Linked DNA regions of Mus musculus: all the other regions are linked to region 2. A link is a contact called in public ChIA-PET, Hi-C, HiChIP or PLAC-seq and Micro-C data. All regions are on one chromosome and are shown on one strand. The core of a region is the stretch at or near the end of the contact, and the rest is flanking DNA. Distances in the headings are between cores, read along the strand shown.

Region 1 (4,456 bases), core at 985-3,484, 480 kb after region 2:
TGCTGTGGCAAGCAAGTACAAATTTCCTGGAGAACGGAAGAGGGACTATTGCATTCAGATGAGAAGGGTAAGGGGCCACTCACCCCATGTTTCCAGATCCTGATGACATGAACCAAGCTCTCCTATTCTAGAACTCCTTGATGACAATAGTACCCCCTATGCACTTGGGACTATGCTAGGTATGGACTGCTTAGTGGAAGTCCTTAAGAAGCTATTCTTATTTTTCAAATAGACCAACTGTGTTAATAATTATTCCTAATGTTCAAGATGGCATAAACTAAACAGTGATACAGTAAACAGCCAGATTCCCAGAGAACTTCAGAGGATACACAGGGATGTGCCCTTTGTGTGTGAACCAACCCCTTTGGAGAAGTAGCTACTGTTTCAGACATTCAGTTGATTGCACAATGCATTTTCTGTGCCAGGCTAGAATGAGGGTTGATTGCATAACAATGTGTGGCTTTATGGTTAGAGCCTATTGTTTTTACAACATTTTGATATTTTATTCGTTGCAAATTGTTTGCATTATAACTGTTGAAGTATTATACATTAAATATTGCAGTGGTTTCAGTATGTTTGGCTTATGGAAAGTGGTACGATTAGAAGGTGTGGCCTTATTGGAGAAGGTGTGGCCTTATTAGAGGAAGTGTGTCACTGTGGAGTGGGTTTTTGAGGTCAGTCTGGCTAATGGGATCAGAGTCTCCTCCTGGCTACCTTTGGATCAAGACGTAGAACTCCGGGCTCTTCCAACCCAATATCTGTCTACAGGCTGCCATGCTTCCCACCATGATGACAATGGACTGAACCTCTGAACCTGTAAGCCAGCCCCAATTAAATGTTGGCCTTTATAAGAAGTTGCCTTGCTCATGGTGTCTCTTCACAGCAATGCAACCCTCACTTAGATAGTTATCAAATAAATAATCACATTAAATCTTATTAATTTGAATTTTTTGAGATGTTGGCACTCCTCTTAAATTTGTTTCCATAACAGCTTTATTGACATATAATTCATATTTCATCCCATTGACCCATTTGAAATGTGTGATTCAGGGATGCTCAGTGGGCAGAGGTGCCTGTTGCCAGGCCGGAATTCCTGAATTCAACTCTTCGAATCTACGTGGTGGGAGTAAAGAACCAAGTGAGGCAAGTTGTCTTCAGATCTGCGGACACATGTTATGATGCATGTGGCCCCCACCTCTTCTCACACACACAAAGAATGTTTTTTTTTAAGTGTATACAATATCATGCATAATGCAATGCTTTTCAGATTTCACAATCATAGCTGTCATGGTAGAGTCCCCCAACTCAAACTGGCTTAACTGTTCCCTGTTGTGGACATTTGTATATATTTTGTATATATTTTGTGTGTGTGTGTGTGTGTGTGTGTGTGTGTGTGTGTGTGTGTGATGTGTGCATACATGCATATGTGAGGAATGTGCCTGTACCTATGGACATGGAGACCAGAGGTTCATTTGGAGTGTCTTCCTCTATCACTTTCTTCTTGATAAGCTCAGACAGTATCCCTGCTGAACCCAGAGTTTACAGACTTAGCTTAGTGTAACCAACCAGCTTTGCCTGGTGATCCCATGTCTCCACCTACAGAGTTCTGGGATTATGAGAGCCGGCCCTTAGGCTCAGCATTTGTTTGATTGATGGGAATCAGAACTCTAGCCTTTATGTTCTAGCAGTACTATTTGTTCTTCTTTGTCTGGCTTCTTTCTTCCGCTTATTGGGTTTCAGGGTTTATCCGAATTTTATTTTCATCACCAAATAAAATTCCATCCCCTTTTTAATAACACATTTGTCTATTCATCAGTTGTTTGCAGGTTAACTTGGAACCACTGCAGGGCCGCTGGTGGCTAATGATGCTAATCTGTCCATGTCTAAATGTGTGCATCTTGCTTTGCTTCATTCCTCTTAAGACATAAAGCGTTCTATTTTATGTCATAGTTGCAGTATGGCATTTGTCTAATTTCTAAGTGAGGCGTTGATGAGGGCATCTGGTGTCTGTGGGCTGGAAGCAAAGGATTGACCAATAGGGCAGCAAGGTCAGAGCCGCTCTCAAGTAGCTCTGTTTCTGTTCTTTCCTGCTCTCTAACTTGCATCTGCTCCTACTAGCTTGGTCCCCAGTGTGCTTGTCACCCACGCATACGCCCACCCATCTCCTGCAGCAGAGGGGAGACTGCACATTGTCTCTCCCAAGCATCAAAACATCTCCTGGCATTTAGGAAGCCTTCGGCAGACCAGGGATGAGGAAGTGAGCCCATCAGGGAACTTAAACACCCCAGCAGGGCCTAGGCTGTGCATGCAAAGTGAGAAACCACGGCTGAGTCTCTCTTATAGGTGGTTCGTTTAGCAGAGGAGAGGCCTGCTTGGCACAGCAGATAGTTTTGGTTGGGGCAAAGAAACAAGTATCTGTGGAGGTGGCCGTGCTGGGAAGCATAGCAACAAGGACGTGGGAATTTCATTTTCAGAGGAGATAGAGAAAAAGCAAGTCTTCTGAACTGACCAGTGGTTTGGTTTTGTGGTTTTGGTTTGGTTTGGTTTGGTTTTGTATTTGTTTTTGTTTTCAATTCAACTCAGATCCAGAGTTGCTTGCATGCCTCCTTAATAGAATCTTTTGTATGTTAGAGATGCAGGGAATTATAACTGGATATGGGGCTTGCTGATCATGGTGATCCACCTGTGTAAGTGTACCAAAACCCAATGTATTTCACACTTCAAAGCGTGGATGGAAGGTTGGATGGACCTGAGTGTCAGACTGGCTGACGGGTTGGTTGCAGATAGAAAGTTAGATGGATCAAAGAACAAAGGAATGTACAACTTACAGAGGTTCCAAATATATTTCCTTTTAGCTGTTCTATAAATGGTGGGAGTGGTCTGCATGGGAAACTGTCCACATAAGAATCAAGAAAATACCATGGCTTAAGATTCTCCCCCCATTATTAGAAACAATTCCCAGATGTTTATCTCAGCAACTTATTTCAAAGCATGGCATGCCCCCACATCCCATTTAATATTTGTTTCATTTACCTCCTAATACTTATTGCACTTACCATGTAAGTATTATTTTTAAAAGTGAATATCCCCTCAGTAACATTCCTACCAATAAGAGGCATTTTCTATTTAGTTCAAATCTGAATTTCTAGATCATAGAATAATGTTTGTCACAAAGGTTATGTTCAACAAATAGTGGTTATGTATATGAATAGTCTCATTCCTTATGGGAAAAGATGAAAAATCCTTTCTAGACCCCAGTTCAAAAAAGACAATATATGGAATACATTATCATGAAATTTATGTAACCTTCTCATTATATTTGACACTGATTTGTATTTAGGAAATATACCAGTCAGGCTGAAACTTAGTTATCAATTTTTGCAACTTAGAGTTTGAAAAAGATGGTATTAAAATCTGTAGGTAATTTCAAGTGTTGTCATCTTGAAATATTATGGCTTTTAGTCTATAAGCATAAAATGTTATGACATTTATTTAATTTAAAATAATTTTAATACCATTTTGTAGTTTTGAATAGTGAACTTTGTATATTTTTTATTAAACACATCCCTAATTTTATTTCACCTTTGACCCCTTGATTATTTAGGATTTTATTGTTCAGATCCTATATATATTTATGGGTTTCCCTAACTTCTGCCTATTATTGATTATTAATTTTATAATGTTGTTACTGAAGAACATATTGTGTATGATTGCAGCCTTTTCAATTTTCTGAAACTCATCTTCTAGCCCAGCATATGGGCATCCTGGGAAACAATCCATGTATACTTGAGAGAACATGTCTTCTGCTGTTGCTGTGTGCAGTGTTCTGGGAATGTCTGTCAGGTCTAGCTGGTTGGTACTGTTACATAAGTCTTCCCAGCCACTTAGTCCATCCATTATTTCATAGAGAATATTCAAAGTACCAATATTTCGCGTGAAATTGTGTGGTTCTCATGGATAGCACATTTGCTCTGTGCCTTGAGGAGCTTTGATGTGGCTTGCATCTATGCTTATCACTGTCCTGCTATTCTGATGAAGTGACTGTCATATTCTCTATGTGGTCTTTTATTTAGGTCTAAAATGTACTTCTAGTAAAGAGTCTATAGTTCAAACATGCATTTTTTTTCCAATTTGGTCTATCCCTGCTCTTAGGTTGGTATATACAAGCCACTTCTAGTTAATGTAGTAACAGATACTGTAGGATTTGCATCTACTGTGTTGCTACATATTTACATATTGCTACTATTTACATACATAATATCTTTTTCATTACTCTATTCTTCTATTACCCTTTTAATTTTTAAAACATATAGTGTATAGGCATTATGTCTGCGTGTGTGTCTATGCACTGTGTGCATGCCTGGTGCCTAGAGAGGCCAGAAAAGGGGTAGATGCCCTAGGACTGGAGCTACAGATGGTTGTCAGCAGTCACCTGGTGCTGGGAACTGAACTGAAG
Region 2 (3,982 bases), core at 1,377-3,876:
TTTCCATACCATTTCTGTAAGTAGTCCAGTGCCTCCAAACGAGCACCAATCTCAAAAGTGATTCCAGGACGATTTGGGGGCTTTTTACTCATCTTGAGATCCTATTCTTCAGTATTTTCTTTCCACTACCTCAAGAGGAAAAAAGAAAGTTAGATCCTAACGCATGAGATGCACATGGAATACGGTTTAAAGGGACAGAATTTAACTAATTTTCAAAATAATACATGGGACGTTACAATATTTGCCAGACTTTTAATTGAACAATCACTAAAGCTTATAGGTAGGATGCAACATGAAGGAAATTTTGGTAGGGCATTTATAAAAGATAAATACAGAAAGGAAAAACAGCTAAAGAGAAGCGACAGCTAGTAAGACTAATAGCTAAAATGCCTCAAACCTTAGCTGACAAAAAAAAAAAAAAAATGCTCAGGAAAGAGCCACCCAGGGAAGGCTGAAAACACTGTGAGTTTTAAAATGAAGACACTTGTGTTTACTGAAACTGTTGAAGGGAGCAGCTTAATTGTCTTCCACTTAATTTCCAGAAATCATTTAGTATGTCAGAACATACAACCCGTGGAGAAAGCAGCAGACAAGCACTGTGTCAGGGAGGAGTCTCACCAACCTTTCTGGAAAATCAGGGTAGTTAGTGCATACTATCTCAACAGCACACCATAGCATCATTTTAACATAAAGACTTGCAAATGAGTTTTCTTTTTCTTTCTTTATTTCTTTCTTTCTTTTTTTTTTCGAGGCAGGGTTTCTCTGTGTAGCCCTGGCTGTCCTGGAACTCACTTTGTAGACCAGGCTGGCCTCAAACTCAGAAATCCGCCTGCCTCTGCCTCCTGAGTGCTGGGATTCCGAGTGCTGAGATTCCGAGTGCTAGGATTAAAGGCATGCCCCACCACGCCCGGCTTCAAGTGATTTTTCTTAAATTTCACATTTCATAATCAAATTATGCCAGACTCTGGGTAAGGTTTCTATTATTAACTCAACATTGTGCCCATAATGACAATTAAAAAAAAAAAAAAAAAAAAAACCTGCAGGAGTCGTTACTTCACTATACTTCACTATAGCCCATTTACATTAAGTATTTAATGATCTTTTGGCCACACTGGCTTGCCTAGCACACGTGCAGCCTTTTTGACTACCGAGTATTTGAAGAGAATGCATATATTCTCAAGGTATCAATAGTGGAATGAAAATAATAACTGGCAAGCACGGTCTTATCAAAATACAACGGGTTGGGGACCAGGAATCTAACGCTGCTCTTGTTGGAGGGAGATGCTTAGAACATGTTCTTACATTACTACTCACTAGGATCTTTCTAGCTTAAAAAAAAAAAAAATAAACACCACACAAATGAAAAATCCCCACACAAACGAAAAATCTTATAATGTTTTAGCCACTGTTTAAAACAGGTAAAACTTAAGAGCAAACAGAATTCCAAATGTCCCTTCCTGTTTTTTTTTTTTTTTTTTAATCTGAAAAGGGAAGAAAAGAAATAGCATCAACGCTTGTTACAAAAATATGGGGGATCAAGTTTACAAGGTCGTGCCTAAGGGGATATAGAATATCCTGACATGGCATCAGTGAGGTTAAGATTCATAGCCAGGACACACTAGGTGTAATGGGAACAAACATAAATATTTTAAATAGAAATCTTGTAAGTGTGCAACATACAAGGCTGTTACTTCAATGTACAGAAATAGAATCCGAAGAGGCAGTTTGCCAGTTATGCTAACATTTCCTAAGATCAAACTTCCAGCCTGTAAATCTAATCCCCCGTGACTCTCAGGAATGAGGACCTCAAAAGGCAGGGACGATTTCCATTCTCTTGTGAGGAGACAGGAGAATGAGGGAGGCGGCAGAATTAGGAACTTTTACGAAAGACAATCTATTGGACAGACCCTTAAAGTGAAACTGTGGAACAGGGAGCGAGAAAGGGGAGAAGGAAACAAAAAGAGAAATGAAAAAAGACCAGAAAGCGGTAAAAAAGAGTTCGTTGTAAGGATGGTGGAAGTTTGCAGAGATGACAGTGAGAGGAAAGAGACAGACACACAGAGCTAGAGAGCGGTGAGGGAAAGACCGCGAAGCTAAGCAGAGGGGACGAGGCGGGCTCGCAGGGGTGTCAAGGGGAGCCAGGAAAGGCCGCGGCGCGGCTGGCCCGGAGCCCGGGAGCTGCAGGTTGACAGCCGCCGGCCCGGCAAGGGAAGGAAGGCGGGGGTAGCGCGGCGGCGCGCAGACAATAGGGTCAGCGGATGGCAGGGAGCGGGACGCCGGCCGAGAGCAACGCGGGCGCGAGCGCAGCCCGGGGACCCGGCAGCTTCCAGGCCCCTCCGCCGCCTCTTACCGACTCGGCCTCGTCTCCGCACAGCAGCCGGGCCGTCCGGGGCCGAGCCGGGGCGCGTCAGGGAGGCCAGCGCGGGCCTCGTTCGAGTCTGCCCGGGCAGCAGCAAGGGAGGGAGCGGGAGCCGAGTGAGCCGGGCCCGCGGCGCCGCGTCGGCCCGAGGAAACGCGGGAGGAAGCCCTCAAGCCCACTCCGGCTCCGCTACCATCGCAGCCGCCGTCGCTGCCGCCGCTGCCGCCTCCGCAGCCACCACCGCCGCCGGCCAGCCCTGACGCGACGCCGGCCGGGGACGTCAGCCGCCCGCGACGCGCCGGAAGCGGGCTGGGTTGAGTCACGTGGTACGCGAGGGCCGGGCTGGCGCGGCGCAGCCGATTGGAGGACTATTCTGGGGGTGGGGCTTCGGCCAGGCTGGGCTACTTACACATAGAAAAGACCTGGGCTCTAGATTCCCCTTGGTGGGGTCAAGAGGATGGTGGCCTTTTGTGATTGTTGCTGGTTTCTAACAAATCCCACTACTTGACACATTGGGCAAACTTGTCAATGCACCACACACTTTTCACCGTGTCTGTTCTATCCCACGTTAAGGACAGACACAATGATCTGTATTACAAAATCAGAATTGTCTCTTTTGAATGGATACTTTGTCACGACACTCTGCTATAAATATATCACATGACAATCAAAACTGCACACTTATACTACTTTCCAAATTCAGAAATCTTTATAAAACAAATAAAAGATTCTTAAGAATCTTTAAAAATTCCTAAGAAGTTTAGGGTACTAATAGAACAAGTCTTCACAATTAATAGTATAGGACTACCTCTGTTGAACACCTACCATGTACCAAAGTCTATATTAAGCAGGAGAATCCCTATCCCAACTTTGAGAAGATCTACAAGTTATCATTCAAAGTGCTACTGAGAGAAAACATCTATTTTTTTCCCCACTCCATCACTCTGCCTCCCACGTTTTAAAAGTGCATCACTGCATACAAATGACACTTATATTTATCTTGCTTCATCGTGTACAGTGAAAATAGAAATGTTTTCTCTGACTTTCAAGAGATTTGGTAAATTGAGAAAATCTTCATAATCATCCTTTTATTCAAAAGACATTCATTCAAGAAATATATATCTAATAGTTGCAGAGTTATACTGAGCTTAGTGATGCTACAAACAATGCGAATAAGACAGTTCTGAGATGATATTTGTCTTTATGTTCTTCTTTTTAATCCTCTGTGGTTCTCATTGGTCCAATACAATTAATATTTCTATTATTTCTAGAATCTTTTTTCTGTCACAGGCAGAATTATACTTTCCACTTTTAAAATATTATGTACGGTTATTTAATTTGCTGTAAAATTAGAATACAAGTAAGATCACACACACAAGAAAATGCCAATGCAAGAAGACAGTTCTAAAATATTTTTGTCCCCCAGTACTGTGATTTACAATGTTTGCAATAATTACTGTTTTAGCAGTAGAAGTCCTTGATACACTAGGATGACTGTAGGAATTATGGATCACCTAAAACAAACATGCAATTTAAAACAACACTTGATTTAAACAATAAAATGTATAATGTTGTCAAATAAAAAACATATATTTATAAATCAGGATCATTTGTTTCAGAGTC
Region 3 (4,315 bases), core at 722-3,221, 280 kb before region 2:
AAACTAAGGTCCTATTTGTATCCTGTGACCTTAGAACACAAGACGGGGAGATTCTGCTTCAGAGGCTCGATATGTACCTGTGGTGACTCCAGCTGTCACCAAATGTATGCAAGCCATTACCTGGTAAGATGGAAAGGGAGTGTAAGACAGACTTCACATTCAATCTCTGCTCATTGGCTGACTGCATAATTCATGATCCAGTGTGTTAATGATGCATCTGAAATTTCTTCTGGGACTTATGAGCAGCAGCTGAAAAGGAGGTCACCCCTGTCACACAGGGCCCAACTTTATCCTGCAGTGGTGTTTTGCAGGGCTGTGTGGGAGGTGAGCATCATCAATTGTCCTAAGTCTTCCACAACGCACTGCTAGAACCAGCAGGAAACTTGTTTCTTGCTGTCGCAGGGACAAATGTGGGTGGGAGACCAGGGTCTAGGAAGAACAGATAGATGAGAGGGGACACTCACAGTGACAGAAAACAGCAGTAGGTTTATCTTTGCATATGCTCACAGTCTGGTAAATTCTAGAAGAGGGGGTGATAGGTAGAAATGGCCATTTACTCTGCTTAGAAGAAACTGTCATAAAGGGAGGAAACCTCTTGCTGTGGGCTTCTCAGGGCAGTGGATTGGGAATTCAATGGTGAGTGTGTATAGTGTCTATGTGGGTGTGCGGGAGGAGGTGGGAGGATTCCCCTCATGGAGAGCAGCAACTACAAGGAGAAGCAGCATCCAGTCGGGAGGTGCTAGCCCATCACTTTTCCTGCCAGCTATAAATGTGGCAGTGGCTGGCCCCCATTTCAGTAGGATATCAGTGCCCATAATTCTAACTCTCACAGAACCTGTGCCCTGTGAATGCAAGCCCCAGATCCCTGGACACAATCTTGAAGATAAGATACATACTCAGCATGTCAAGGGTCACCAACACTAGGCCAAACCTATGTGTAGGGAGTCATTTTATAGTCTCCATAAGATGCAGTGAGATGGAAGACAAGGAGACAGACAGGTTGATTATCAGTGAGACAGTCAACCTACCCACCTGCAAATGGAGAATCACATTGGATGAATGCGTCCAAGCCTTGGGAATCTGCTTCCATGCCCACCCTCCCCCATGGGTGGAAGATCAGATGTAGAAGCGCTTCAGGTATAGGCATTGAATGGTTCCTTTATAAAATAAAAATATTTTACAACCCTGAAGTACTCACATGGGTTAACAACTCATGTAGACCCTTAGCCTGGAAGCAGAGAAAGTGTGCCCGCTCCTTTCCCCACTCATTCACACTGTGCCGTGTCACAGGAAATACTCCCACAGCATGGAAACAGTGGGGAAACTCCCCTGGAGGGGGCTCTCCCGCACTGCTATCAGTTGAGGAAGGGAATGAACAGCTTACATGCTGAGGCCCACGAAGGAACAACTCTCCTCGTGAAAGTGTACACTGCATCTCCAAATTTTACCGGGAATTGAACATCCTTTCAGTTTCATTGATAGAATCTTGGGCATCAGGCCACGGGTTCATTTCTAGTACCAATACCCACTTCCACAAAGATTCATTCATTCATTCATTCATTCATTCATTTTCGTTTGCCTCCAGAGGTGATACTGTCATTTCTATAGGGCTTTAAAGTGATGTGTCACCCAAGGCTATGCAAGTAGAATGGGAAGCAGGGGAGATATAGAAGAAAGAGAGCAGAGAGATCCAAAGGACTTGTGGGACGTTGAAGATACATTCTATAGGCCCCTAGGACTAGTTAAGGAGTTTGTAGTTGTAAGATTTTTGACTACAGAGTAGGTCCATAGAAGAGACCAGGCAGGAGAGAGGGAGTCAAGGTGAGACGTGTACTCCGGGGTCTCCACATTCCTTTCCAAGCTTTCCAAGAGGAATATGGATCCTCAAAGGAACAGTCTGGAGGCAGGGCCGATCACATTTGAGTGTGGGACACACAGTAGTAAGCAGCAGCCTGCAGGCTTTCGGAATGAGTCAGGGACTGGCTGCCTGCAGTGGTATTTTCCACCCCAGGCCATATGGGCTGAGTCTGAGCTTCAGAGGAAACCACTTGGCAAGAGACAGGCTGAGAAATCTTAAATCATACACAAATTTCTCTCTCTCCCACACTCCACAGGACCTCTAGCTCTGGCCTGCATAAACACTCCACATACCACCTCAACCCCAGCACATGTAAGCGCCCACATGCACACATATCCCCACCAGCACAAGGACTACATCCACAAACACGTGCACACACACATACGCACATGCATACACACATACAAGCATGCATACACACAAACACCCCAACACATACACCCATCACATGCACATACACATGCATAAACACATCACAACACACACATGCACTCATGGACACACATTCACATCAACACACACACATATGCACACACACAAACACACACATACAGAGAAAGAGAGAGAGAGAGACAGAGAGAGAGAAAGAGAGAGAGAGAGAGAGAGAGCCATACTTGATTTCTTTTAAAGCAGTGTATTGGCTCCCTCACACTCTCCTCTGTACTGTTCTATCAGTGTGTAGTTACATGCTATGGAAACTCCCCATGTACGTGGGCCTCCCACATTATCAACATCACAGTGGAAGAGGACCAGGAAACTAGCATAGGAATTTACCGAAGCACACTGAGGAATTGCTATCATCTCAAACCCTCTGAAACTTCCTGGTGGAACTAGGTGGAAATTATATAGTTGTTTCTTGAGAAAAACATCTTAATGGGCCTTTGAGGTTGGAAAAGCAAACTTCCAAACATCTCTGGCTTGCCCTACTCAGGTCACGAGAATACACTAGCTGGGTTATCTGATGAGTTAGAAGAATTTCATATTTTCTTTTTCCTAATGGGCTGAAAACAAAAGAAAGGCCAGATTCAGGACTTGGACGGAGAGAGAGTACAGATTAGTTCTCTCGAGATTTCACAAGCCAATGGGACCCTGAGGCCGGAACAGGAGAGGATGGCCAAGAAATCAGAATGATCTAGTTAGTATACATTCAGCGGTTTCCTGATGTTCTGTGGTCTGTGTTCATGACCTCGGCCTTTAGTAATTCTACCTAAGCTGCAAGTCTGAGCAGATGGTGAGGGAAGAAACCAGTGAGTGCAAGGCCTTCCAGGAAGAAGGCAGCAGATGCAGGGGCTGATGTTGACTGAGCAGGCTCAGTTCAAAACAGCAAATGCTGGGGGAGAGAGAACATGAGGAACACTTACTTGGGGAGCTTCATGGGACACCTTAGGACTACTGCAGGGCACCCCAGGCCCATTGCTTGGCCTTCACGGTGAGGTCTTGGGGTGAATTGCAATGCTACAGGCAGGGAGCTGGTTTTCTTGCCAAAGCTGTGTTGACAAGAATAGAGGTCATCTTCCTGTCACATAGGCATCAGGGTCCTCCCCAAGGGGGTAACCCAGTCTATTCTCCTACGGAATCATGGTGAAAGTGGAATGGCATGATAGGACTGCATACACGGTGTGAATTGTGGACAGCTGCCGTGGCGGAATCTGGTTGTCCTGCTAGAAGATGAAGTTTCTGATGGTTGCTTGGAGGGTCTAGCCCAATGAGAACACTACTCAGAGGCAGGCCTCTGGCTAGGAAGGGATCTCTGAGCTTCCAGGATGCCAGACATCCTGTCTCATTACTTTCTCCAGAGTTCTTGGGAAGGGAGATGAGCTTCTCAAGTCTTGAAGGACAGAAACTGGAGCTGTGAAATGCTAGTAGAGGACAATGTCACCAGAGGAAAGAATGAGAAAGTGGCAGGCAGGGGACTAATTCTATAGACTCCCAGAGCCATGGGAAGTAACAAAGATGTCTTGCATGCCTCACAAAGTGCCTGCTTTCTGGAGGAGGGAGACTTGGAGCTGATTTCTAGCCAGTACCCAAGTAGTCAATGACAACAAATGACAATCTGACAGTCTATGGAGGAGTAGAACATTCCTATCTCCCTAGAGGGACCAATGAAGGTGGAAAGGGAGGTGAGAAGAAGGAAGTGCCAGGCAGAGGAGAAGGTGAGTGCTCTCACGTATGTGCACGTGCCTTCTCCCCCACCTCCTACACATGCCTTAGGTCATTGTCAGATGTGCTGGCTCTGGGCATTCAGCAGCCCAAATACCTTTCCTGCCTTCTCCTGGTTTAATAATGGATGGTAGTGGGCAAGTTGGAGAGATTTCTGTATCTTTGTTTAATTTTGCTTTTGAGACAAGGTCTTTTTGTGTAGTCGTGGCTATCCTGGAACTCATTATGTAGACCGGGATGGCTTTAAGCCTCACAGAGGTCCTCCTGCCTCTGCCTCGCAAGGGTTGGGATGAAAGA
Region 4 (4,395 bases), core at 47-2,546, 310 kb before region 2:
TCTTTCTTGTCGTAGGGTTAGATGCTATCATGAACAAGCATCGTGCACAGGCTAGAGGACTTGGGTACAAATTGCACATGTTCATTGTCTCCACGTAACACCTCAAGGTGCCTGTTACCCAGTCCCAGACATGTCTAGTTCTGAGCTTCAGTGGAAATGGACTGAGTTCCTGTGCTCACAGGCAGATTGCTGTACCGTAACTCCAAGTCTCCTGGAATACGCATGTTAGCACCCCAAAGAAGTTCTTGGTATAACTCAGTGTCAGTGTCAGCCTTTGTCTTTGGCCCTCATGTGGCAACCTCAGACTCAGCAGCTGCCCAGCAGCTCACCCTGCTGCTGGAAGCTGCCTCCCTTCTGTTCAGCTGCCCACATCACTCACTGCCCCTAGCAGCTTGCCCTCTTGCCCAGCCACCCCCGGCTTTGCTCCAGCAGGCTTCCCTGCTTTGCCACGTGTCTCCTTCCCTGTCTCTGGAAGGTGCAAACTGATGTCCCTCTCTCCAGGACCCAGATGCCTTCTGGAAATGGCAGGACAGGAACAGACCATGGAGGGTCACAAGGTGCTCATGGTGGTAAACCCAAACCTTGCTTGCTTGGTGGAGATTTGCTAAAAGCTGGCGTGCTCCTTCACATCTTGTCCTGGGGTTTCTTAGCACCTCTCTTTGGGGGACCTCAGATGCTCCGAGTCCTGGAGTTTTTAAACTGGTAGGCTCTGGATGTTCTTAGCAACCCCTCATTTTATGCTGCTTTGAATTCGTGAGTGACCCACCCAAGATCACAGGGCCAGTCCAGGGTGCAGATCCCCAGGCCCTTATTTTGTTGTATATTGTCTGTGAATATAGGAAACAGGGTGTCTCTCTCAAGGGATGCGCCTTCTGCCCCACTCCACCACCTTCTTCAGACTCAAGAATCTCTCTCCTCCCGCTGTTCATTATTCCAACCCACCTTGTCTTGACCCCCCAGTCCCTCGGGCCTCAGAACCAGGCAGGAAGGGATCAGGTCCCCTCACTGATCCCTTCTAAGCAGGACTCACCGTGGCCAGGATGTTGCCCACCCTCAGGACTGCCACGGCTGCCAGCGTCCAGGGCAGGAGCCACCTCATGCCTGGAAGTCAGCGTCACAGGAGCTACGGCTCAGCCCAGAGGATGCGGATGCCTCTCCAGGGAGCTGGGCCAGGACTGGGCTGGCCCATCAGAGCAGCGGAGAGCCTTCCTCAGCCCCCGGGGGCGTTTGTCAAAGCGACATCTGACGTCAGGCCAACAGACTAGCCCTGCATTTTCCTCTAAAAAAACTTTTTCTGCTACTCTCCCCCTCTCTCTTTTTCTTTCCTCTGTCCCCACCTCCAGCCCAGCTTGGCCAGCCTCCCCGCTCTGACAGCTCTTAAAGGGAAAGTCCCAGACTCCACAGGGTAAGGTGAATGAATTCTCACCCAGCATCCTCCACGCTCTAGGAGGGCTCAGGCTCTCCGGACAGGAGGGAGGAAACAGAAGGGTGCGGGCTGGAGGTAGGGAAGGTAGAGGCATTGTGAGGACTTTGAGAGGGCTCTGGGGATGGGGGTGGGGTGGGAGGACTTGCATCTCACTTAGCTCTTCCCTGTGCTAGCCTTTCTTCACTGTCTCCCCACCTCTGAGTCAGAGGCAAGCAAAAAAGGTTCTTATTCCAGCCAGAAATGACAAGAATTTATCACTGACACGCCTGGAGGTGCGATCTGTCAGCAGGGTCTGCCCTGCTCCTCAAGGCCATACCCACTGGTTCAGTTCCTCTCCCAGCCAGGCTGCTCTGCCAGGGATCCTCAGTCCATTAGCCTGTCTTCAGTGTCTTTGAATATTTTTTATTCTTGGAAGGACAGAACTCCTGGCCTTGGTTCTTTCCAGACCCTAGTCAAAGAAATCTCAAGTTTGCATAACAAAGAGATGGCAGGGTGGGGGTGTGTGGGGGTGGGAGTTGGGGGGTTTGGGGGATGGGGAGGAATCTTTTGAGGACCCAGATCTATAGCCTCTGCATCTTCTCAAGGGTGCTGTTCAGTCTCCTGTCTCAGATTCCCCTGTTCCCTTGCTCTCCTGTTCCTGCATCTCAGAAAAACCAGAGTGGTTCTCAGCCTGGCATTATGGACAATGAAGGTCATCTCCTAGGTACTGCCAGCCAGTGCCTGTCCTATGTTCTTCTCTTCGTCCAGACTCCATGGCACCTGCTCACTGCTGCCTGTCCCCTACCAAGTATGAAGTTTTCCTTCTGTGCACAAACCACTCCCCTCTCGTGTTTCCTGGTAGCTCAGTGTTGCTGCTTGTTTGGGGGATGCTGTCTGTTTGGAGCTGCAGTGGCTGTACCCACTGAAATCATTTTATTCCCCTCTCGGTCCACCCTCTGACTACCACACATCCCATACCTCCTTCCTGCCCCCCCCCATCTCCATGAGGATGTCTCCACCCCCTACCCCCACTCCACCAGACCTCTAAATTCCCTGGGGCCTCCAGTCTCTTGAGGGGTTAGTTGCATCTTCTCTGATTAAATCCAGACCCAGCAGTCCTCTGCTTTATATTTGTTGGGGGCTTCATATCAGCTGGTGCATGCTGCCTGGTTGGTGGTCCAGTAACTGAGAGATCTAGGGGATCCACATGAATTGAGGCTGTTTGGGGACCTCATTTCTTGAGAGAGAGAGGGGCGAGGGGGAGAGGAAGAGGGAGAGGGAGAGGGGGAGGGGGAGGGAGGGAGAGAGAGAGAGAGAGAGGTAGAGAGAGAGAGAGAGAGAGAGAGAGAGAGAGAGAGAGAGAGAGATTCATGTGATGGCTGGAACTGAAGCAGCCATTTTGGTATAAGAACAAGCCCCTGAGACTGATGAAAAGATCTGGGTTCCTGGGAGTTTATCTTCTTATTGAACCAAATATGAAATGAATCAGCAACTCATGGCCTTAGTCATAGCTATTTGGATATTTTGTTCTTTGGAGCCAATCCATATTAACTGATGTTTGAGTACCTAAGGGAATTATATATGCAAAATGCAAAACCAGGCAGGGATGTGGAACCAGGAGACTAACCACCTCAACAGCTTGTCGTTTTTTTCTGCTCATTAACTCTTCAATTGGTTCTGTAGCTGGAACATGGCAAAGCCAGCATGCTAGCAGGTAACATTAAAGAAGTTTCCCCAAATACTGGGACCAGTGAATCATTTACGGCCACTTGGCAGAAAGCAGGCATAGACACGTACCCTTCAGCTGGGGTGACTGGCAGGCACATGTCTCTGGCAACTTCTCAACAGTTGTTCTTTAAAAACAAACAAACACTTAAACGATCTATCTTTGGGGAAATTGAGGCTCAGAGAACAGAAGTCTAACAAGCATCTTAGAGTAAACAGCATAAATTCTGAGTATAAATTCTCATGGTATAAGTGGGGCTTTGACCCATGTTGAGGGCAGGTGCCATAGCCTTCTTTGATCTCTACTTCAGCCACTTCTTCCTAAAATATGGCTCCTGACAGCTGCCTCATATCTGTCATGTGTGACTTTCAAGTCTTAACTCCATCTGGCTCCTTTAGTGAGAGGCGCGGGAATACCTTCAATTCCCCAAAGCAGACCCAGATAGACTCTTAGCTTTTAGGAGTCACTCAGGATGTGGGACTGAGGACTCATTCTCTGGCTATCTCCGTACCTGACATCATTCCCACGTGACTATTCCCATGGACCAGGGCTTTCTGAAGAGAACTGGGTTGAATTCCTGCTTCCTGACACTTTCAGCTGGGTGGCCTTGGAGAACTCACATGAGTTCTCTGTGCTCTGGCTTCCTTCTTGTGGCTCCTGGCCCTGAGAAAGTGGAGTGAGTGTGTGTGTGTGTGTGTGTGTGTGTGTGTGTGTGTTACACTTGTAGGCGAGAGTAACGCAGAGCACATGCTCAGTAGGCCCCTTCTCTAACCCCTGCTTCAGAATGTTCTCCATCTTTTTGGCCCCTGTCCTGGTAATACTCCCATGGTGGGAAGCTGACCTAGGGCATTTCTGTGCCCCATTCCCTCAGCCCTCCACACATATACAGGTCCCAGAAGGACTGTGTTTGCCTGTCCCCTTGTTTCTTTCAAAGCTCTGCTTTCTACTTTATCTCAGAAAAGGTATCTGTACTGGCTGCCACGGCAGTCGGGCAGGCAGGAGGTGTCCTGGCAGATCTCCCGGAGCAGCTGTAAATAATAAATAAATTCCAAAGAGGAGATGGGGGAAGGGCTCACAGACTAGGGTCAGAGAAGAGCATTCCTCCACCAGGCAGCAAGGCTGGGCTGACCAGGGCCAGATGCACATTAGATTCCAGACTCAGTCTCAGGACCAAGTACCCTGAGGCTCCAAGGCTGACATCTGCATTAGATCTGCTCACAGCCTGTTTGCCATTTATCCTTCCTATGAACATGTTGGGAGCCCA
Region 5 (4,106 bases), core at 444-2,943, 460 kb before region 2:
GAAGTATCAATGGAAATAATTTTATGGTTGGGGATCACCACAGCATGAGGCATTGTACTAAAGGGTAGCAAACATTAGGTAGGTTGAGAGCCACTGGCAAAGAGGTCTAGCTGAGGCCAGAACAAGTTAGCAAGGTGCTCTGTGTCACTTGCGTACGAAAAGTTATTGTGCTGTGAGCCCTCTGATGTAGAGATGTCAGCTTTCTAATGGGCTCCACTGTCTCCTTGCAGGTGAAGTAGCTCCTAATCTCCAAGGCTTCAGGGCCATGAGACAAGACACCAGAGGGAACTCAGAACTGCCCAGAGACTTTGCATTTCTACGTGTCCTAAAGAATAATGGCAAGAACCACTCAAAACCATCCAGAGCATACCACATGCTTTATCTGTGCACCTCATCAGAGATGGGGAAAGGAGAGCACAGAAATGAACTCAGGACCCCTGGCTAAAGAGACAGAAGGAGGCGATCTGTTGAAAAGTCAGCCTTGGCCTTCGTTGATGCGGGGTGTTGAGAAAGCATCTAAGGGCTGATGGCCTCTTTGACACTTCAAGAGACGAGGGACACTACTAGGAACCCTGACTTTGGGCTTGTGTATGTGTCCTTCTCAGGGTTCCAGTTCCTATTTGAGGAATATCGTGCAGGTCACCCAGCATCAGCAACTGCCCTGCTGGAATCGGGTTAAAGGGTCCTAGCATGCAGCTGAGAACCACTGCAGCTGAGCTTCCTGGGTCAAGGTGAGAAAGTCAGGAGCCAACTTGAGTGTGCAAAAGAGCTTAAGAGCTGAAGAGGAAGCACCCTTGCTGTGTTTGGGGTTGAGTCTGTGTGGGATGGGCCAGGTGCAGTGAGTGCTAAACATGGAGGAATGGAGCAAAGGACAGGCCCTTCCTGAGACCTCCAGGTTGGGTGTGTCACTCAAAGAAATTTCCAGAAGCTTCCTGCAATTGGAAGGACACTAGTTTCCCTGTGTTGCCTCCTCCACCTCCACCTCTTTTCTCTCTCCTAGCTCTTTCTGCCTACCAGAATGTGTTTTATATCCTCATCCAGCTGTCTTTTCCTGTCCCCAGGAAGGTCTTCCTCATCATTGTCCTCCTCCCTCAGGCAAGGACAGGGCCTGCTTTGAGCCTACATTCATCACCATTCACCCTGTTCTGTGGGAGATTAGATGCGAGTGCCATGTAATGTCTGTGATGTGCATCTCCTTCCCTACTTCAGGGCTAGGCCCTGATCTCTCCTAAGGTCCAGCCTTCAGATAGACATTTTGGAAATGACTGACCAGCTAGATTGCAGGCACAGAAAACAGATCTATGCTGTACCAATACCCTGGAATGGCAGCATCTTTTTCTAGGCTGGTGAGACCTTCTCAAACAGCCATCATCACTTGGGAAGATAAGGAAATCAATAGTGCTAAGAGCCTGGTAGGGTCTGGATGTCCCGACTGTTCCTGTGCAGCCATTCCAGGTCCTGAACTTAAAGTCCCAGCTGCAGCTGAGCAGAAATAAAACCAGAATTCTGGCCAAGGGAATTCAAGATTGAATTCTAGTTCAGTGACTCAGCCCCTTGCTCTCAACCCTTTGTTTCTGTTTCAAACCCTGGGGACAGAATGACACCTTAGGGACATAATAGAGCATGTGACAGCAGGGGAGGCTTACCTTCTAGAATTCAAAATATGCTTCTACCGCATTTATGCCCTCTCCTGTGATAATTAACCTTGGGAGGCTTCTGAGCTGCTCAGCATTGAGACAAACACCACACAGGCTCTACAGGGCTATGTCCTGCTAGCTCTGGCTATCTCACAGGGCTAAAATGCATCACTCACTCCACACTGGGAGCCTGCCACAGTACCCACTTTGCTCCATTCTCACCTAGCATATTTCCTGGCTTTAGTGTGGAGAAGCCCACGTGCCAGGGATCCAATCCCCTTGACAGATCCAGGCAACTGATAGCCATTGCATCTTCTTGGGGCTAAATGCTAGTCCTTTTAGTGGTCCCCAGAGGCCTGTGTGTACCCGTGCCATGAACTCACAGATGCTATTATCAACACACACATCATTTGTAACCTCATCTCCTCAAACCTGAACTCATGAACTTTACTCTAGCCACGATGTCTTCTTGCATTCCTCCAACAGGCTGAGTACTTTCTAATTCACAACCTTTGTGCCTGCTGTTCCCTTTCCTTGTGTCTTAGTTAGGGTTTTACTGTGGTGAACAGACACCATGACCAAGGCAAGTCTTATAAAAAACAACATTTAATTGGGGCTGGCTTACAAGTCCAGAGGTTCAGTCCATTATCATCAAGGTGGAAGCATGGCAGTATCCAGGCAGGCATGGTGCAGGCAGCGCTGAGAGTTCTATGTCTTCATACAAAGGCTGCTAGTGGAAGACTGACTTCCAGGCAACTGGGGTGAGAGTCTTAAGCCCACACCCACAGTGACACACCTATTCCAACCAGGTCACACCTATTCCATCAAGGCCACACCTCCAGAAGGTGCCACTCCCTGGTCCAAGAATATTACAAACCATTCACACCTTGTTTATCTGATGTGCTTCTACCCCACACCCAGACCCCTTCAGCACTTCTTTCTGGGAGTTTGCCAGTTAAATCCCACTGCTCTTGTGGTCTAAAACCTCCAAGGATGCTTTAGGATGTTGCACCCATGTGATTCTCACAGCTGGAAGAAAGTGCCTTTTCCTCTTTATGGCTGTTTAAATGAGAAATGCAGCCAATATAGCTTCAGACATTTGAACACTTAGTCCCCAGTTAGGGGTGCTCTTTGGGGGGGTGTTTAGGTGGTACAGTCTGGAGATAGCATGCACCTGGAAGTGGGCTTTGAGATGAAAAGCCTTATATCATTCCCAGTTTATTCTCTCAGTTTCCTATTTGGAACTGAAGATGTGAACTCTCAGCCTAGAGTTGCTGCTGCCACCTCTGCCTCTTGTTGCTCGGAGTCCTCTCCACCCTCATGAACACATCTCCCTCTAGAACTGGAAGCCAAAATAAGCTCTCTTTTTACATTGCTTTTGCTCATAACGTCTTATGACAGCAACAGAAAATGGAACGAATCCATTGCCCCTCACATCAGAGCTGCCTCCAGACTCCTTTTACCAGGAAAGAAGGATGCATAATAAGACTGAGCAGGGTCCATACCTGCCTTTGGGAGCTTCCTTCCCATCTGTGGCAACCACCCTATGAAAAGTCTGGTACAGTCCAACCCCAGCAAGTTCACAGAGAGCAGGAACGCCCACCCAGCCGAGCTCACCCTGGGCCTATGAGGTTGTAACGTAACAAACCAATGCTGCTCTGAACAGTTGCACTGGGGGTGGTGGGAAGTACCCGAAGCATCCCTTTAATGTGACGCACACAGTCTCCTCCCTTGCTCTCTTCGTTCTCCGTCATGCTGGTGTCCAGTGAGCAAGCACGTTACTTCCTTGTTCACTCACCACATAGCCTGGTTGCAACTTAAAATGTGGCGGACTCCACAAGGATGAAGATTTATTCTACTTCATTGCTGCTTTGAGTACCCGAGCTAGAGCCTGGCTCATAACTGATGCTCCATAAGTCTGTCCTGCTGGAGCATCCAGTGACTGCAGCATTGTATAGGGAAATCTGTCCTCTTTGCATTATTATCCATATGCATGTAAGCAAGCTCTGCAGTGGCATCTGCTCTGTGTAATGGCCCTGTGCCATATGAGTACTTGGGTACCAAGGGAGCCAGCTATTGTCCCCACATGCTTATGTGGGCACACACTCATAAAAGATGATCCATTCAGGCAAATGTGCAGGCCGTCCTCCTTGTCCTATGAGAGAGAGCAGGGTGGTCTGAGGATTTACATGTAGGCATGCTGTTTTAGCGAGAGAAGTTGCCTATGCCTGGACATTAGGCCTCAGCAACCATCTTCATTGGACAGTTTCCTTTTCATTCTCCTCCAGCCTCCCCATTGCTGTGAGTTAGGCCCAAAGGGGAGTACCTTGATGCTACAGCCAAAGTTAGAGATCACATCACATGTAGCTACCTAGGACCTCTGCTGGTGACTCTAACTGTGTGTGTGGGGGGGTGGGGGGGTGTTGGCTTGGACCCCAGAATCTGAATTTCCATCAAGCATTGTAAAAG

Evidence for each region. A called contact is a pair of places that touch in the nucleus more often than the background predicts. ChIA-PET counts read pairs in DNA pulled down with a chosen protein or histone mark. HiChIP or PLAC-seq counts read pairs in DNA pulled down with a chosen protein or histone mark.
Region 1: a Hi-C map of cortical neurons shows a contact between it and region 2, with 2.6 times the contacts expected there. The contact joins the enhancer-like site here to the promoter of Phf20l1 in region 2. A contact is called at or near these places in 2 of 39 promoter capture datasets (frontonasal cranial neural crest and hippocampal neurons), 6 of 484 Hi-C or Micro-C datasets (cerebral cortex, cortical neurons, forebrain and 2 more), 3 of 115 datasets of contacts at active chromatin or transcription factors (embryonic stem cells, forebrain and microglia) and 2 of 9 other capture datasets (adipose tissue and macrophages).
Region 3: an RNA polymerase II ChIA-PET map of memory CD8 T cells shows a contact between it and region 2, with 18 read pairs. The contact joins the enhancer-like site here to the promoter of Phf20l1 in region 2. A contact is called at or near these places in 2 of 39 promoter capture datasets (neutrophils and pre-B cells), 1 of 484 Hi-C or Micro-C datasets (CD4 T cells), 3 of 115 datasets of contacts at active chromatin or transcription factors (double positive thymocytes, epiblast stem cells and memory CD8 T cells) and 1 of 9 other capture datasets (liver).
Region 4: a contact with region 2 is called in a Micro-C map of the HL-1 cell line, with 3 times the contacts expected there. The contact joins the promoter of Ccn4 here to the promoter of Phf20l1 in region 2. A contact is called at or near these places in 2 of 484 Hi-C or Micro-C datasets (the HL-1 cell line and muscle stem cells), 4 of 115 datasets of contacts at active chromatin or transcription factors (double positive thymocytes, effector CD8 T cells, large pre-B cells and 1 more) and 2 of 9 other capture datasets (adipose tissue and liver).
Region 5: a contact with region 2 is called in an H3K27ac HiChIP or PLAC-seq map of trophoblast stem cells, with 9 read pairs. The contact joins the enhancer-like site here to the promoter of Phf20l1 in region 2. A contact is called at or near these places in 1 of 39 promoter capture datasets (neutrophils), 2 of 484 Hi-C or Micro-C datasets (CD4 T cells and centroblasts), 3 of 115 datasets of contacts at active chromatin or transcription factors (memory CD8 T cells, pancreatic cancer cells and trophoblast stem cells) and 1 of 9 other capture datasets (liver).

What each region holds. Positions count from the first base shown.
Region 1 is chr15:66,099,494-66,103,949 of GRCm38.p6, reverse strand. All of the region lies in intron 1 of Kcnq3 (potassium voltage-gated channel, subfamily Q, member 3), which reads left to right. Among named protein-coding and RNA genes, the nearest start is that of Hhla1, 120 kb to the right of the region's middle. Within about 2 kb of position 2,234, at least 32 of the 459 cell types and tissues checked have an H3K27ac peak or open chromatin away from gene starts, as enhancers often do. A contact at or near this core is called in cerebral cortex, cortical neurons, granulocyte-monocyte progenitors and 1 more, where this site is marked.
Region 2 is chr15:66,576,216-66,580,197 of GRCm38.p6, reverse strand. It overlaps Phf20l1 (PHD finger protein 20-like 1), which reads right to left and starts at 2,626. Exons shown (of 21, transcript NM_001081409.1): 1 at 2,351-2,626; 2 at 10-129. The coding sequence starts at 92.
Region 3 is chr15:66,859,692-66,864,006 of GRCm38.p6, reverse strand. No RefSeq gene overlaps it. Among named protein-coding and RNA genes, the nearest start is that of Gm46514, 29 kb to the left of the region's middle. Within about 2 kb of position 1,971, at least 100 of the 459 cell types and tissues checked have an H3K27ac peak or open chromatin away from gene starts, as enhancers often do. A contact at or near this core is called in memory CD8 T cells, where this site is marked.
Region 4 is chr15:66,888,270-66,892,664 of GRCm38.p6, reverse strand. It overlaps Ccn4 (cellular communication network factor 4), which reads right to left and starts at 1,296. Exons shown (of 5, transcript NM_018865.3): 1 at 1,031-1,296. The coding sequence starts at 1,099. It overlaps Gm46514 (a long non-coding RNA gene), which reads left to right and starts at 1,334. Exons shown (of 3, transcript XR_001781648.2): 1 at 1,334-1,405.
Region 5 is chr15:67,031,593-67,035,698 of GRCm38.p6, reverse strand. It overlaps Gm31286 (a long non-coding RNA gene), which reads right to left. Exons shown (of 4, transcript XR_384159.2): 4 at 2,442-3,792. Among named protein-coding and RNA genes, the nearest start is that of Gm31342, 5.9 kb to the left of the region's middle. Within about 2 kb of position 1,693, at least 15 of the 459 cell types and tissues checked have an H3K27ac peak or open chromatin away from gene starts, as enhancers often do. A contact at or near this core is called in trophoblast stem cells, where this site is marked.